Linked DNA regions of Mus musculus: all the other regions are linked to region 1. The links are chromatin contacts, called in public Hi-C and Micro-C maps. All regions are on one chromosome and are shown on one strand. The core of a region is the stretch at or near the end of the contact, and the rest is flanking DNA. Distances in the headings are between cores, read along the strand shown.

The links. A called contact is a pair of places that touch in the nucleus more often than the background predicts.
Region 2: a Hi-C map of embryonic stem cells shows a contact between it and region 1, with 24 times the contacts expected there. The contact joins the enhancer-like site here to the promoter of Barx1 in region 1. A contact is called at or near these places in 2 of 39 promoter capture datasets (cranial neural crest and embryonic stem cells) and 4 of 484 Hi-C or Micro-C datasets (cerebellum, embryonic stem cells, epiblasts and 1 more).
Region 3: a contact with region 1 is called in a Micro-C map of embryonic stem cells, with 23 times the contacts expected there. The contact joins the promoter of Tfap2a here to the promoter of Barx1 in region 1. A contact is called at or near these places in 2 of 39 promoter capture datasets (both in embryonic stem cells), 11 of 484 Hi-C or Micro-C datasets (cerebellum, embryonic stem cells, epiblasts and 2 more) and 1 of 115 datasets of contacts at active chromatin or transcription factors (embryonic stem cells).
Region 4: a Micro-C map of embryonic stem cells shows a contact between it and region 1, with 11 times the contacts expected there. The contact joins the promoter of Neurog1 here to the promoter of Barx1 in region 1. A contact is called at or near these places in 1 of 39 promoter capture datasets (embryonic stem cells) and 6 of 484 Hi-C or Micro-C datasets (embryonic stem cells, epiblasts and stem cell-derived epiblast-like cells).
Region 5: a Hi-C map of differentiating embryonic stem cells shows a contact between it and region 1, with 12 times the contacts expected there. The contact joins the promoter of Pitx1 here to the promoter of Barx1 in region 1. A contact is called at or near these places in 3 of 39 promoter capture datasets (embryonic stem cells and hippocampal neurons), 17 of 484 Hi-C or Micro-C datasets (cerebellum, differentiating embryonic stem cells, embryonic stem cells and 2 more), 2 of 115 datasets of contacts at active chromatin or transcription factors (both in embryonic stem cells) and 1 of 9 other capture datasets (embryonic stem cells).

Annotation. Positions count from the first base shown.
Region 1 is chr13:48,661,667-48,664,436 of GRCm38.p6, reverse strand. Barx1 (BarH-like homeobox 1) reads right to left here and starts at 1,401. Exons shown (of 4, transcript NM_007526.4): 1 at 1,098-1,401. The coding sequence starts at 1,320. It overlaps Gm36606 (a long non-coding RNA gene), which reads left to right and starts at 1,645. Exons shown (of 4, transcript XR_382336.3): 1 at 1,645-1,898.
Region 2 is chr13:40,716,147-40,718,916 of GRCm38.p6, reverse strand. It overlaps Tfap2a (transcription factor AP-2, alpha), which reads left to right. Exons shown (of 7, transcript NM_011547.5): 7 at 1,514-2,770. The coding sequence ends at 1,802. Among named protein-coding and RNA genes, the nearest start is that of Gm26688, 10 kb to the left of the region's middle. Within about 2 kb of position 1,361, at least 15 of the 459 cell types and tissues checked have an H3K27ac peak or open chromatin away from gene starts, as enhancers often do. A contact at or near this core is called in embryonic stem cells, where this site is marked.
Region 3 is chr13:40,732,433-40,735,202 of GRCm38.p6, reverse strand. It overlaps Tfap2a (transcription factor AP-2, alpha), which reads left to right and starts at 1,408. Exons shown (of 7, transcript NM_011547.5): 1 at 1,408-1,533. The coding sequence starts at 1,483. It overlaps Gm26688 (predicted gene, 26688), which reads right to left. Exons shown (of 3, transcript NR_125899.1): 2 at 1,423-1,792; 3 at 41-1,181.
Region 4 is chr13:56,250,862-56,253,631 of GRCm38.p6, reverse strand. Neurog1 (neurogenin 1) reads left to right here and starts at 1,452. Exons shown (of 1, transcript NM_010896.3): 1 at 1,452-2,770. The coding sequence starts at 1,700. The coding sequence ends at 2,434.
Region 5 is chr13:55,830,036-55,832,805 of GRCm38.p6, reverse strand. Pitx1 (paired-like homeodomain transcription factor 1) reads left to right here and starts at 1,381. Exons shown (of 3, transcript NM_011097.2): 1 at 1,381-2,034. The coding sequence starts at 1,866.

The sequences.
Region 1 (2,770 bases), core at 152-2,651:
GAATTGCCAACAACAGAGTCCTTTTATAGTGAACGGCAGCAGAGAGGCTGTGAACCAGATGAACATCAAAGAGGCAAACTGGACTGGCTGCTACCAAGACTGGACAGAATCTGGGGCCGGTTCCGGAGGCCGCTAGCTGAGCTGGAGTCTATATTGGACGCTTCCTTTCCTGGTAGGCTTCTCCTAAAAGAGATACTGGAAAGGATGGATCTGCCTGGCTGAGAACCATCAGGGTAAGGGGAGCATAGAAAACATAGCAGGAAGTGGGAAGAGAATCTTGCGGAGGGGGAGAGGTAGAGGGGAGACAGATCCACTTTACCAAAAGGCTAGGAAGGAGGTCAACCAAAGAGAGTCACTAAGCCCTAAGCCGAGATGCAGTACAGGGCAGACTGCCTCACAATCTCCCAAGAGACAAGACGGAGACAGAAAAGATCTGAGCAAGTGCTTCAAGACGCACGAAAGCCCAGCAGATCTCGGGATGGAAGGACCAACTGGGCAGCGGATCACAACCAGGCCTCTTTCCCTCAAACAAGGCCTACGGAGACCCTGGCCGCAGCACAGGCCTCGGTCGGTTGCTGACTGGAAAGCACGGGGTTCTGAAAGGCTCCTGGATGGCTTGGGCATCCAACACTATGCGACACGACCCTCTTCTCCAGAGCTTTCCCAGTCTGGGCAGCTACTGTTATGCCCAGCCAACCCTACCGCGAAACTCAGGCTTCCCCTGGTTTGAAGTCATTTTGATCCAGAGTGCTCGGTAGATTGATTTTGTAGCAACCATAGGGATGCGGTCTCTGGCTCCTGGCCTCGCCTATCACCCGATTCGAAAAAACTCGAAGCCGCCCTGAAGCAGAAGACAAACTCTCTTCTGGTCTGACGCGAGGACACAAGGCCTGGTTTCTGCCTAGCTCATTGCTCGCACCCTCCACTTTCCCGTTGGAGTGCGCGAAGAGAGGTAGGTGCCTCGGGCCTGCGCTGAGCTGCATCCCAGGTCGCTCCAGAAACAGGGGAGAAAGAGGATGAATTACGGACAACCCCAGGTCTCCGACTCCCACCCGCCCGCCAAGCCCAGTCCTCTGCGCGGCGGCCGCTGCACGTACCCAGGTGGCTGTGGAAGGGCCGGGCGGCCAGCAGCGCCTGTACGCCGAACTTGAGCAGCTCGCCCGCGGCGGCAGCGGCGGCCGCGGGCGCTGCGCCCTTGGGCCCCGGAGGCTCAGTGAGGATCTCTTCGATCATGAAGCTGCGGTAGCGATGCGGTCGGTGATCCGCACAGCCCTCGGGCGGACCGAAGCGCGCGGCTCCCGGCTCCCCTGGCCGCTGCATCGCGGCTCCCGGGGATGCGCCCGCGGCTAGGAAGCGACGGCGGCTAAGCTCCGGCGCGGGGCCCGCGCGGGGCTCTAGGCCGGCCCGCAGCTCGCGGCGGCGCGCGGGCGCCGGCTCATGCCCCCTCCCCCGCCGGCTGGCCGGGCGGAGGCGCAGGGCGCGGGCGGGGCGCGCGGGGCTCGGCCAGTCGGACCCGGGACTGCGTCCCCGCCCCGCGCCGCCGCGCCTCTAGCCTGGCCAGCCCCGCGTCACTGCCTTGCCCCGCCCGCCCTGCCCCGCCCCGCCCCGCGCTGCCGCCCCCCACCCACTAGGCCCAGCCGGAGGGAGGGACCCAGGAGGGAGGAAAGGAGGTTGAGAGGAGGGAAGGAGGGAAAGAGCCCGGGATAGGGGCTCGCAGGCCGGGACCAAGGGAAAAAGAGGAGAGCTCGCCCAAGAGGACAGCCCTGAGGATAGGACACTGCGGAGATGGGCAAACCGAGGATCTTGAATGAGAGGCGTGAAAAAGTCTGAAGACAGACAGCAAGGACCACGCAGGATCCTAGGCAGTGATGTGAAGGTGTCCAAGACGCCTCTTAGACGTGAGTGCGCCGAGACGTAGAGAGGAGAGAGCCCCAGAGGTGCAGGAGGGCACGGGGAGGGCACAGCAGCAAGGCCAGCGGACTGGGTGGGATGGGGAGGGGCTGGAGTGGTGGTGAGGAGGAGGGGCAAAAGCCAAGCTGGGAAAGGGGTAGCCTTAAACAGCTTTCCCAGGTCTGCGAGATGCTGTAGGGATCCAGTGCAATACACCGGGGTGTAACTCGCAGGGTGGTGACCATGCCTGTGCACCACTTCCCCCCCTTCCCTGTCCACCCCAACCTCAGTTTACCATTTTGATCTCAAATCTCTGAAGCTACCCTGGGAGAAAAAAAAAAAGATTCTCCAACTAGGATTTACCTAAATTTCTAATTTAAGCTTACCTGGACACATTTTCTCTGGCAACCACCAGACTTAGTGGGCTGAGTTATGTTTACTTAGAGCAAGGGATAGAATAAGGGCAGATGAATAAAAAGGGGAAAGACTGTCACTGGATGAACTTTGAGGCAGGGGATCATGGAATACTCTGAGAGTCTGGGGACCTAGCTCCATCTCTGAGCCTCCAGTCTCTCACAGGACTAAAGATGGGGCTGTTAGATCATTCTCTTTTTCTCTCCCCAAATTAACCTCTGTTGAGTGTGCCTCTTTGAGTCTTGGCACTGACAGTTTCTGAGCTGTCTCAAGTCTGGAAGACTTGACTCTTGGCTCCAGGGAGTTTGTGGGGATGGAAGGTGAGACTTTTCTATACCCAGGGTGACCCATGCCAGCTGTTCAGGGGTAGCAAGAAGGGTAGGGTGTCCTCAGGAGGCTAGGAGAGGACTTGCTGTATTTCCTATCTGCCTCTCTCAGGAGTCTTGGGTTCTGTCTCCACCCTGTC
Region 2 (2,770 bases), core at 112-2,611, 7.9 Mb after region 1:
GGGTTTCACTGAAAGAGTATGGATTTGTGTTGCTTCAGAAAAAGTCAGAATCAAATCCTCACAGGGCTACCAACTAGGCTTGCCTGGGTTTTCTCTCTATCACTGTGTTCTGAAAGGCAGAGGCTAACTCGGCCTACAAAATGTGCCGTCCAGCAACAGCTCTACTCTTACCTCTAATCCCAGTTTCTATCCTCTCTCTCTCTTACACACACACACACACACACACACACACACACAGAGAGAGAGAGAGAGAGAGAGAGAGAGAGAGAGACTCAGAGACAGAGTTACATAGTTATACTATACTATGTATACTATGTAACTCTGTAAGTTTTAGTTAACTGGCAAGCTATCATCTCAGGGTTTCAAGATGGCCCAAGTTATATTCCCAAAGTGCCTGGGCTGAATTGACTTCTCTAGGTTGAAAAGAAAAATGACTGTCTTGATATGTTTGCTGGAAATTAAAAGGCTTGTTTAGAAGTCCTCAATTATCAAAAGCTGGTGTCACCGAAGGGCACCGCAGCAGAGAGTTAAGAGGCAGAGAGAGGCCTTGTGTGGGACAGTTTCTGGCCTAGTGATAGGCTTATACACACACACACACACACACACACACACACACACACACACACACACACACCCTCCCTCCATGGGCTGTAGCAACCTCAGGAAGGCCTCTGCTACTGCTGGCTTCCAGGACCAGACAAACTTCCTGTGTGCTGAGGTAGCTCTCTCTATGGCTCCCCACTTTAGTCTTAGAGACAGTCTGTCACTGACCCCAGAGCTCACTATTTGGACTAAAATGGCTGCCCAGCAAATCAGAGAGATCCCACTATCTCTCTGATCCAGCGCTGGGGTTAAAGACATAAGCCTCCAAGCTAGATTCTTACATAAATTCTGAGCATCCAAAGGCAGATCCTTGTGTGTGTGTGTGTGTGTGTGTGTGTGTGTGTGTGTGTGTGGTGTGGTCAAGTGTGAGTTCTCTCCCCGGGGCCTGCTGTTGTTTTGAAAAAGCAAAGTTTGCCTTTCTGCCTAAATTCAAGTCTCATCTGGTTTGAAGGTGAATGAGAGGAGACCCCATTCCACCAGCTTTTATTGTGGTTCCTTTAGGGATGTGGGGAGCAGGCTCTGGTGATATTTTGAAGAACAAGCCTGGCATTTCTAGAATACTGAAGAGGGATACTTGTGTTTTTCACTTCCGGTGTAACTTTTCTTTGCCTGTGAAATGCTTTCCTGTGTTCAGGGTGTTTGCTGTGAGAAAGGTGTAGGCAGAAGTTTGTCAGGGCTGAGGGTTGGAGGTGGGGAGAGAAGGGGAGGTCTTTTTGAAGTAGGAAGGGTATTCATTTAAGGGAGGAGTGTTGGTTTAGAAGTGACAGGCTTTGTTATTCTGAGTGACTGGCCTTGAGTCCTGAGTGGGGGAAGGTGGGCTGGATGGCTGAGGTAACTTCAGGGAGCGATGGTTTCTCACTACCACTAAGGCCTGATGGGAGCTTTCACTTCTGTCTCTGTTCCACTGCAGACAGATCTGCAAAGAGTTCACTGACCTGCTGGCTCAGGACCGATCTCCCCTGGGGAACTCGCGGCCCAATCCTATCCTGGAGCCTGGCATCCAGAGTTGCTTGACCCACTTCAACCTCATCTCCCATGGCTTCGGCAGCCCGGCGGTGTGTGCAGCGGTTACGGCCCTGCAGAACTATCTCACCGAGGCCCTCAAGGCCATGGACAAAATGTACCTCAGCAACAACCCCAACAGCCACACGGACAACAGCGCCAAAAGCAGTGACAAAGAAGAGAAACACAGAAAGTGAGGCTCTCCTCCCGCCCCGCCCCCGCCCGCCTCACCGGCCCGCGTCCCCCCACTCGCCCCTCCCCCACCCGGCAGGTGACAGCTCCGGGACCAGCCACTCCTACTGCTGCTGCTACTCTGCGTTGCCGCGCCGCCCTTCGTCCCCGGAGTCCTCCGGATTGCTCTCTCGACTGCCAGTGGGGCAGCCGCTGCCTACTCAGCGCCTTGCCTCAACTTCCCCATCAGTACCAACACCCCCTTTACCCTCGTGTGGAGCCTAAGAGAACAGAACAGGTCGTGAAGCCAGCAAAGAAAAGTTCTGTCGCGTTTGTGAACCTTTTTTTTTTTTAATCAAATCGACAACAAACATTAAAACTTTTTTTTTTTAAAAAGGACGTTAAAAAATTTAAAAAGTATATGAGCTTCATGGGACTAACTCATCGCCTTCCCTTGCGTACTTCAGATTGTAGCCATACTTTTAAAAAAAAAGGCAAAGAGGATAATGACATTTTTTATCAGTATTGTGAATAAACTTGAACACAAATACAGAAGTTCTATGTCCTGTCTTCAGTTGTAGAAGTTGTCTTCTGCAAGGTACAACCACCCACTTGAACTTCCTCTGATGACACAATCCACAATTCTATAAGGGAATCAGTGTTCACGTCTCTGTATATATTTATTTATGTGTAATTTAATGGGATTTGTAAATATGGTGAGTCTGTTTTAAACCTTTTTTTATTTATCTGGTGATCTCGTTTACCTCCTGTTTAGTGGGCTTTGGATCCTCCCTGTTAGTTCTTCATGTGGTTTTACTTAGAAATCCAAGGTTTGGGTAAGACTCCCCCTCCCCACCCCTTTTCTCCAATTCATGGATTTAGCCCCGTGGTAGCATGTTAAACGATTATAATGAAACAGCTGAACAAAAACATTTTTAAGGTAAAATAAAAATTTATATATAATTAGTATTACATTTAGCTTTTCATTGAACTG
Region 3 (2,770 bases), core at 159-2,658, 7.9 Mb after region 1:
GAGAAATCCCTCTATATCAGAGTGTCACATTAAAGTCTTTAGTGTTTTTTTTTTTTTAATATCTTACTTTAGAATAATTGCAGTAAGGGAGGAAGGGTCCCGGTGGAGTGAGTAAGCCCCTGGGCGGAGTCAGGAGTGGCCAACTTGGGGAAGGGGTGTCTCCTGCCTTCAGGTTCTTCACCAGCCGGCCATTGCGCCGCCAAAACGCCGGCGTTAGTAACATCAAGTCATAAAGGGTCGCGTCCTTCTTTAATTAAAAAGGAGAATCTTGGGAAAACTGGAGCCGATTTGCACAGGAAGAGTTGGTTCCTAATGTTTTATTTTGATGCATGTACGACACCGCATGGAGAGTCGCAGGAGCTCATGGGTCTGCGGTTTGGCTCACTCCAGAAGGGGTTGTGCATCCCCATCCGAATTCTGTGTTGTTGTCCACGTTGCACCTGGGAAACCTTACAGTCCAAACGCCCGGATGAATAGTCAGTCCGATTCAGCTTCATACAAACCGGAGGAAAATCATTTAACCCCCGGATCTGTCGAGTAACCTCTTCAGGGTACAACTTTTATTTTACACGTAGCAATTAAGAGATCGCAAACCCCAACCGAGCCACCGGAGCCGGCTGGCAGAATCTCCAACCTGGGGGGAGGGGGGAGCGCAAAGCTAATAAAACTCCCAGGGCGCTGCAGCCCGAGGGGGTAACAGCCGTGAGCGGAGGCGATCTCTAGTTGGGCAAAATTCTTGGAGTGACTTTGCTGGTCCTGGTTTGGTGGCTACGGTTCATTGCGAAAGGGATAATGATTTCTAATAAAATCGGACGGGGACGAAAGGCAGATAGTGGCGGTTGTAGTAAGAGTGGGAGGTGGGGTACTAAAAGTTGGTCCCTAGGCGCCGCCGCTGGTACCCTGCGTAGTACAGAGCTTTATCCAAAGCATCTTTGGCTAGCAGGACCCGAAGACAGGCGAAGGGGAAAGAGATGAAATTGGGGATAGGGGACGCTCGAACAGGGAGGGTGCTGGAGCTCTAGGAAGAGTTGTTGGGCTTGCAGGCTGGCATGCAGGCAAGTGCTCTAGGAGCAAGTTAGCGGCTAGAAGAGGCCTTTATACCTGGGTCGGAGCGGCCGGCGGCAGATTGTGGTCCTGGCGAGCAATTGGACTATTGTTGATATGCTAATGAGGCGATTAGGCTGTTCGCGAGGAGCAGGAAAAGGGAAAAGTTTCTACCATTAGAGGGAGATCTCCGAGCGCACACGGGAGCTCTCTAACCCTTCTCTCCTCCTCCCTCCTCGCCCTTCTCCTGGCCCTCCTCCTCCTCTACCTCCACCTCCTCCTCCCCCTTCCTACCCTTCTCCTCCTCCTCGCCCTCCTCTCCTCCTCCCCCCCTCCTCCTCTTTTGCTCACCGCCCGCAGCCCGCACTTTGCGCTAACCCAGAGAGTAGCTCCGCTGGGGTGCGAGGCGCAGAGGGGCAAATCCGATCACGCCGATCCATGAAAATGCTTTGGAAACTGACGGATAATATCAAGTACGAAGACTGCGAGGTAAGCGCGGCGCCGACTCAGTCATCCTTGCGGCCACAGGCTTGGAGATCGACCCTCCCTCTCCTCCTCCTCCTTCTCTCCACGCGAAATGCGAGTGGGACAAACTTAACACCCGCGCAGCTCCCACCCCTCCATGTCGCCCGAATAGCACAGGGGAGACGCTGGAGATAGTGGACATGGATCTCGGTTCTTTCACTTTTGTCTTTCGAAGCTCGTGTTCCACTCTTTCCCCTTTTCTCCTGGTTACTTTTGGTTCTGCCTGAGAGTGGAAGGAAGAGAAGAGCTTGGATTTAAAAAAAAAAAAAAAAAAAAAAAAGCTGGCAACTGGGCACGTGCCTGTGCACTCTGGTGTGTTTGAGCGAGATCCTGGGGGTGCCTACAGTAGCAGGAAGAAAATAAAACCATGTCCCCCCTTTCACTCCCTCCCTGACATTAATACCCCCTTTTTCATTCATTCTTTTCTTTCTCCCTAAAGACGTTCCCTTCTTGCATTTGGAGAAGGGCGCACACACTTCGCCCTGACCTGTAAAGCACGTTCGGCTTGGGAGCCCACACGTCAGCCCTTGGTGTCACTCTTTAGCTGCTATAGTCCTTGAAGTTCTAAGGAGTTTCTCCCGCCGAGCTTCGGGGTGGACACACCCCGTGGTGGTGGTTGGGTGTGGGTGCGTTACCGGCCTCTGGGAGTCGGGGACGGGGGAGGGATCCCCCTTCTACCTGCCAGTGCTTAGCGGCGGGACCCTGAAAATCCTGGGGCGACAGCCGATCGTCTCCAGTTGCCGATAGTCCGCTGGGATCAGAGAGAGGGCCGTCCCTTGGGAACCCATTTTAAAACCCAGAGCCTCAGAGCATAACTTTTGGGACAGTCAGGGAGGCATGAAAAAAGAACCAACGGCTTGTGCGGGGGGTGGGGGAGGGATGGCCTCAGCCTGTTGTGTGTGTGTGGGTTTTTTTTTTTTCATACCCCACTGAAAGGGGCTGATCAGCGAGTGGTGTGACGGAGGGGTGGGAAGCCCGTGATTATCCAAATCTGTAGTAGCCTTGACTTTCGCTGTTCTCTCTTTCTTTCTTTCTTTCTTTCTGTCTGTCTGTCTGTCTGTCTGTCTGTCTGTCTGTCTTTCTTTCTTCCCCCCCCCCCCCTTTCGGCATTTGGAGCTAGGGGTTCCGGCTAAAACGTCTGCTCGCGGGCGCGCAGAGGCAAAAATTCTGACTTCACTCGAAATTAGAAACTGGGTTTACG
Region 4 (2,770 bases), core at 203-2,702, 7.6 Mb before region 1:
TGTCACAGGGACAGAAAGAGGCAGAGCTACCATTGCACAACTCCCAGCAGCCCTTGGGCTCCTGGGATGCCCAAGGATCTGTCAACAATTACTTTTTCTTGCATAATCTGATTACAGCCATTTCCTGCCACTTTTTACAAACCTCCTCAAGCCCTAATCTGTAACTGTGTCCTAGCTTTCTGCCCAAGAGCTGCTACAGAGGGAAGGAGCCACGGGGCAAGAGCTAGGCATAGGCAAAGAGGCTGTGCTTTCTCTACCAAGGCGCAGGTGTCCTGGACAGAGCCCCTTTGAAGACAGCAGGCTAGGCATTGCACTGGGCCTGAGGCCACCACTCAGATATCATGGAAAGGGGGGGGGGGCGCCTCTAGGGTGTTCCTTTTGTTTTTAATACCTGACTCCACGATCCAGGTTTGCTCCTTAATAAATAACTCCTCTCAGGTGCATTTGAGAGGCTGCCTGAGCCTCTATTGCTGTCCGGCAAACAGGAAAATGACTCGACCCACAGAATGAGGACATTTCTCTGGACTAGGCAAGTTTATAGGCAAATTGGCAGAAGGGATGGGGACGGAATTCCACTGTGTGCTTGCTGCCTTCTGTGGGACATCTCTCTCCTGGCCAGAAGCTAAGTCCCTTAGCCAGCTGGCACTGGGGTGAGCCCCTGAGGCTGGCACCATTCCAAAACGTGCGGCACAAGAGGATGCTTGGAAATGGAGAGAGCAAGATTTCAGGAGAAGAGGGGGTCTGCACACCCCCATATTACCTCGTGAGTCTTTGAGGAGGGGTACGCGGGCAGGGGCAGAGTGGGGTCAAGCCCCAGCTCAGTCTGGGAACTCATTGGATCTTTAGATCTTTCTCTTGCTGTCTTCTTCATTAACCTTGGCGGAGCAGGGACATCTATCCCTCCTCAAGACGTGTAACTGTTTACTGGTCCTGTCTGTTTAGATGCGAATAGTCAATCAGTAGCAGGCAAAGGGATGCGAACTCAGTAGCAGGCAAAGGGATGCGAACCCAGCCTCCAGCCTCAGCCCCAGCTCTCCATCACCCGCCACAGAGCTCACACTTTCTGCCAGGGCTCCTCCTCCCCATCCACCCCAGCGAGGGACACCCGCGCGCCCCTGGGAGGAGTGTGCCTCGGCCCGCCGCTAATCGCCCCCGGCCCCCGCCTTCGCCCGGGTTTCCCGGCCAGAGACGCCCCGGCCTCCCTCGCTTGATCCGGCTCCCGGAGCAGGCCGGGCCACCGATTGGCCGGCGGTAATTACGGGCACGCTCCAGGAGGGGGGCTGGGCGGGGGCGGCCTCCCGCGAGCATAAATTATGCAAATAGCAGGCGCCGCACGGGGCTGACCTGCCGCCTCTCGCCATTCACCCGCGCCGCCTCGGGGGCGGAGGTGGCCAGGGAGGGGGCGCCCATTGTTGCGCGCCGTACTTAAGGGGTCCTGAGGCCGGTCGTGTGCCACACTTGGTGCTCACAGGAGCTGATCTGATCGCCGGCGACATCACTCAGGAGACCAGCCCGGCGCGTGGCCCCTGCAGGCGAGGCGAGGAGGGCCAAGCCCATTCACTCCCTGAGCCCCTGCGATCTTCCCGGCCCTCGCGCCTGCAGCAGGCACAGGCTAGCCCCGGGTCGTACGGACAGTAAGTGCGCTTCGAAGGCCGACCTCCAAACCTCCTGTCCGTCTGTCGGTCCTGCACACTGCAAGATGCCTGCCCCTTTGGAGACCTGCATCTCTGATCTCGACTGCTCCAGCAGCAACAGCAGCAGCGACCTGTCCAGCTTCCTCACCGACGAGGAGGACTGTGCCAGGCTACAGCCCCTAGCCTCCACCTCGGGGCTGTCCGTGCCAGCCCGGAGGAGCGCTCCCGCCCTCTCCGGGGCATCGAATGTTCCCGGTGCCCAGGACGAAGAGCAGGAACGGCGGAGGCGGCGAGGTCGCGCTCGGGTGCGGTCCGAGGCTCTGCTGCACTCCCTGCGGAGGAGTCGTCGCGTCAAAGCCAACGATCGCGAGCGCAACCGCATGCACAACCTCAACGCTGCGCTGGACGCCTTGCGCAGCGTGCTGCCCTCGTTCCCCGACGACACCAAGCTCACCAAGATTGAGACGCTGCGCTTCGCCTACAACTACATCTGGGCCCTGGCTGAGACACTGCGCCTGGCAGATCAAGGGCTCCCCGGGGGCAGTGCCCGGGAGCGCCTCCTGCCTCCGCAGTGTGTCCCCTGTCTGCCCGGGCCCCCGAGCCCGGCCAGCGACACTGAGTCCTGGGGTTCCGGGGCCGCTGCCTCCCCCTGCGCCACTGTGGCATCACCACTCTCTGACCCCAGTAGTCCCTCGGCTTCAGAAGACTTCACCTATGGCCCGGGCGATCCCCTTTTCTCCTTTCCTGGCCTGCCCAAAGACCTGCTCCACACGACGCCCTGTTTCATCCCATACCACTAGGCCTTTGTAAGGCAACATCAATACTTTCTTCCTCCCCCAGTCTAAGAGCAATAATAGATGGGGAACTGGCTGAAGCCTCCGGGGGCCACACTTACCCCCAAGTGAATTCTGGGAGCTTTAAAGGGGGGAGGGGGAATACCTGACCACTTGTTAGGTTGCTGCACCCTCGCTGAAGCTGCCCTCGGTCTATTTCTCCACCCCCAGCACGGCCTCCCCCCCCCCCCGCCCGCCCCCAGACGGCCTTTCGTTTTTGTTGCACTTTCTGAACTTCACAAAACCTTCTTTGTGACTGGCTCAGAACTGACCCCAGCCACCACTTCAGTGTGGTTTGGAAAA
Region 5 (2,770 bases), core at 132-2,631, 7.2 Mb before region 1:
GCTACTTCCCTCTGGTGGTAGAGAAGGTAGGAGAAGGACCAAAGGCAGAGCCTTGCAGTCCCCACCACTAACATACCTGTAGAGCCAACCCAAGAAATGACTACAGGAGAAGATGATGTCCTGGGCTCTGGACACTGGAGAACAGAGAAGTGCTTCTTTCCTAAGCCCTAGTCTACCCCATCAGTGGCTGGTTCAGGGGAGAGGTCTGCAGGTGAGGCCCAGAGACAGCCTAGGGGTCCTCCGTGGCTACAGAGGCAGGTCAGGGCCACCTCAGTTGTGACCTGTTTACTCAAGAAGCTGAAGTCCCTGGGCCAGTTAACAATTGTTGGATAAAATCCTTGGACAAACTTCATTGGAGCGTGAGGAGCTAAGGAGGGGACCACTCTTGTGAGCCTAGAGGGTAAAGTCTTTGCTTGGGGAGGGGGGAGCTCTGGAGCTACAGTTTCCTAGCAGTGTATCGGGAGAAAACCCAAAGGCTTCCTAAGCTCCCAGCCCAGGGTTGTGAGACATCAGTCACCTGGCCTACCAGGCCTCTGCTGAAGCCCTGAGAATTCAGAAAGTAGGCCCCACACTGGAGCAAAGTTACCCTAAAGGAGGGCAGAGGCTGGCAAGGCCTACCTGGTGGCTGCCAAAGACCTGATCATTGTAGGTGCAAAACAAAGGGGGATGTGGAAAGGCCACGGGCCTGGTGGGGCTCTTGGGGTCTCCAGTCCCACTCGCCATGGCCTAGAGCCAACAGAAACGTTTCGTCTGATTAGAAGCCGTCATCTCTACCCCAATTCCGGAAAATTGACTGCGGTGCAGAGAGGAAGGCCATGAGAGCAGCCTTAGGGGAGAGGGTCCAAACTAATTAGAAGACAGCATCCGGGGCCCATTAGAGCTCGCAGGCTGCTGTCACTCAGCCGGCCCCGAGTTCCTGGGAGAAGCGACTGAGGTAGGAGGGGCCCGTCTGCCCCTCGAGGACGACACCACCGCTGGGAGCTGCAGCAACCGGGAACCGGCCCCCCGGCTCTGCCACTGACTGCCCTGGCGCTGGCTCGGAGGCGCCGGCTCAGAGCGATCCTGCTCAGCGAACCTTCACTCATTCTAAGTTGTTCTCTCCCGTGGCTGGGGACTTGAGGTGGCCCAGACAGGAGTTGACTCTCAGCGAAACAAGTCACTTGGGGCCCCCAAGGTGTGCACCAGCCGCCCGGGGCTAGCTGGCCAGATGCGTTTCTTTTGTGCGGCCAAGGGAGAAATTCGTGTGTCACCGGGGAAGGAGGGAGAGGCGCGGTGAGGCCGCGGGAGAGGGGGGGAGGTGAGGCGGCGGGAAGGTGGCTGCGACGGGGAGGGCGCGGGCGAGGCCAGGAGGGAGGGAGGGAGAGAGGGAGGGAGGGAGGACGGCGGGGAGGGCGCGGCGCGGGCGGCTCGAGGCTGGATTCCGCCCGCGCCCGCTCCCTCGCTCGCTTGCTCACTCGCTCGCGCCCTCCCTCCTTCTCTCCCAGCCCCCTCCCACCGAGGCCCACCCCACCCACCACCCCTGGCGCAGGGACTGCTGGAACCTGGCTGCGCGCACTGTCGTTTTCAGACAGACTCTGCGGGCTCCGACCCGAGCCTTAGAAACCGGCCTCGAATCGGGACTGGGGCCCGGGCCGGCCGGGCAGCTGAGGCCGGAGCAGCAGGAGCGCGTGGCGGAGCCCCGAGCCCCGAACCCGGTCCCGCAGCCTGGAGAGGTCGATGGAGCTCGAACGGCGTCGCTGTGGGCGCGGGCAGCCCTGGGGGGCAGCCGCTTAGGCGCCACTCTCTTGTCCCCAACAGGTCGCAGCCTGGGCGGCCGGGAGCTCCCAGCCCCGGCCCCTGGAGCGCCCGTTGCGGTCCCCACCTCCATGGACGCCTTCAAGGGAGGCATGAGCCTGGAGAGGCTACCGGAGGGGCTGCGGCCACCGCCACCACCACCGCACGACATGGGGCCCAGCTTCCACCTGGCCCGCGCCGCCGACCCCCGGGAGCCGCTGGAGAACTCCGCCAGCGAATCGTCCGACGCTGATCTGCCAGGTAAACGCGGCTCCCCCAACCCGCGGCGGGCATCCAGCCTCCGCGCACACCGGGCGGCTTGGCACGCAGCCGGGTCCCCTCTGCGTCTCTGCAGCGAGGAGCTTTCTTTTTCCTCCCTGGTCTTAACCTGACGATGAACACGGAAATTTACACGCGCGTTCGCACGCACACGCGAAGTCACTTCCAAACAGTCCCCCACACGCCAAGCCCTGAGTGGGACTGGCAGCCCCTCTGGAGCAGGAGCAGATAGCACGCGGGAGAAAAAAGTTGAGTTTTCCCTAACTGGTTGCTGAGGAGTCGCTGGGGCTCAGGGCGAGAAGCAGATGTGCAGGGAGTAGAAGGGGTGGCCAGACAAAGTGCCCAAAGAGACACCTTGACAGATGGAGGAAAGAATCCTAAAAGAAGAGGTGGGGTCACAGAGCAGGCTAGAAGAGAGGGGTCCGTAAAGCCGAGCTCGAGCTCTGGGGACAGCGAGAGCCAGCCAGCTAGGAGGCGCGGCCTGACTCCCGGCAGAGCCGGCAGAACCCTGCTGCAGCGGGGATCCTGGCCCACGTGGACACCTCAGCCCAGAGCCACCAGGGGTCCAGCCAGGGTGGGTTCTCGACTCCACAAATCCCCCAGTTGTCTTTTAAAAAACAAAACAAAACAAAACAACCCCGATCTCTTGAGCTGGGCCCGAGATTGGGTGGCTTCGGCCATGTCCGTTTCCAGGCCTGTCCTGTCTTGGAGCGGCTGT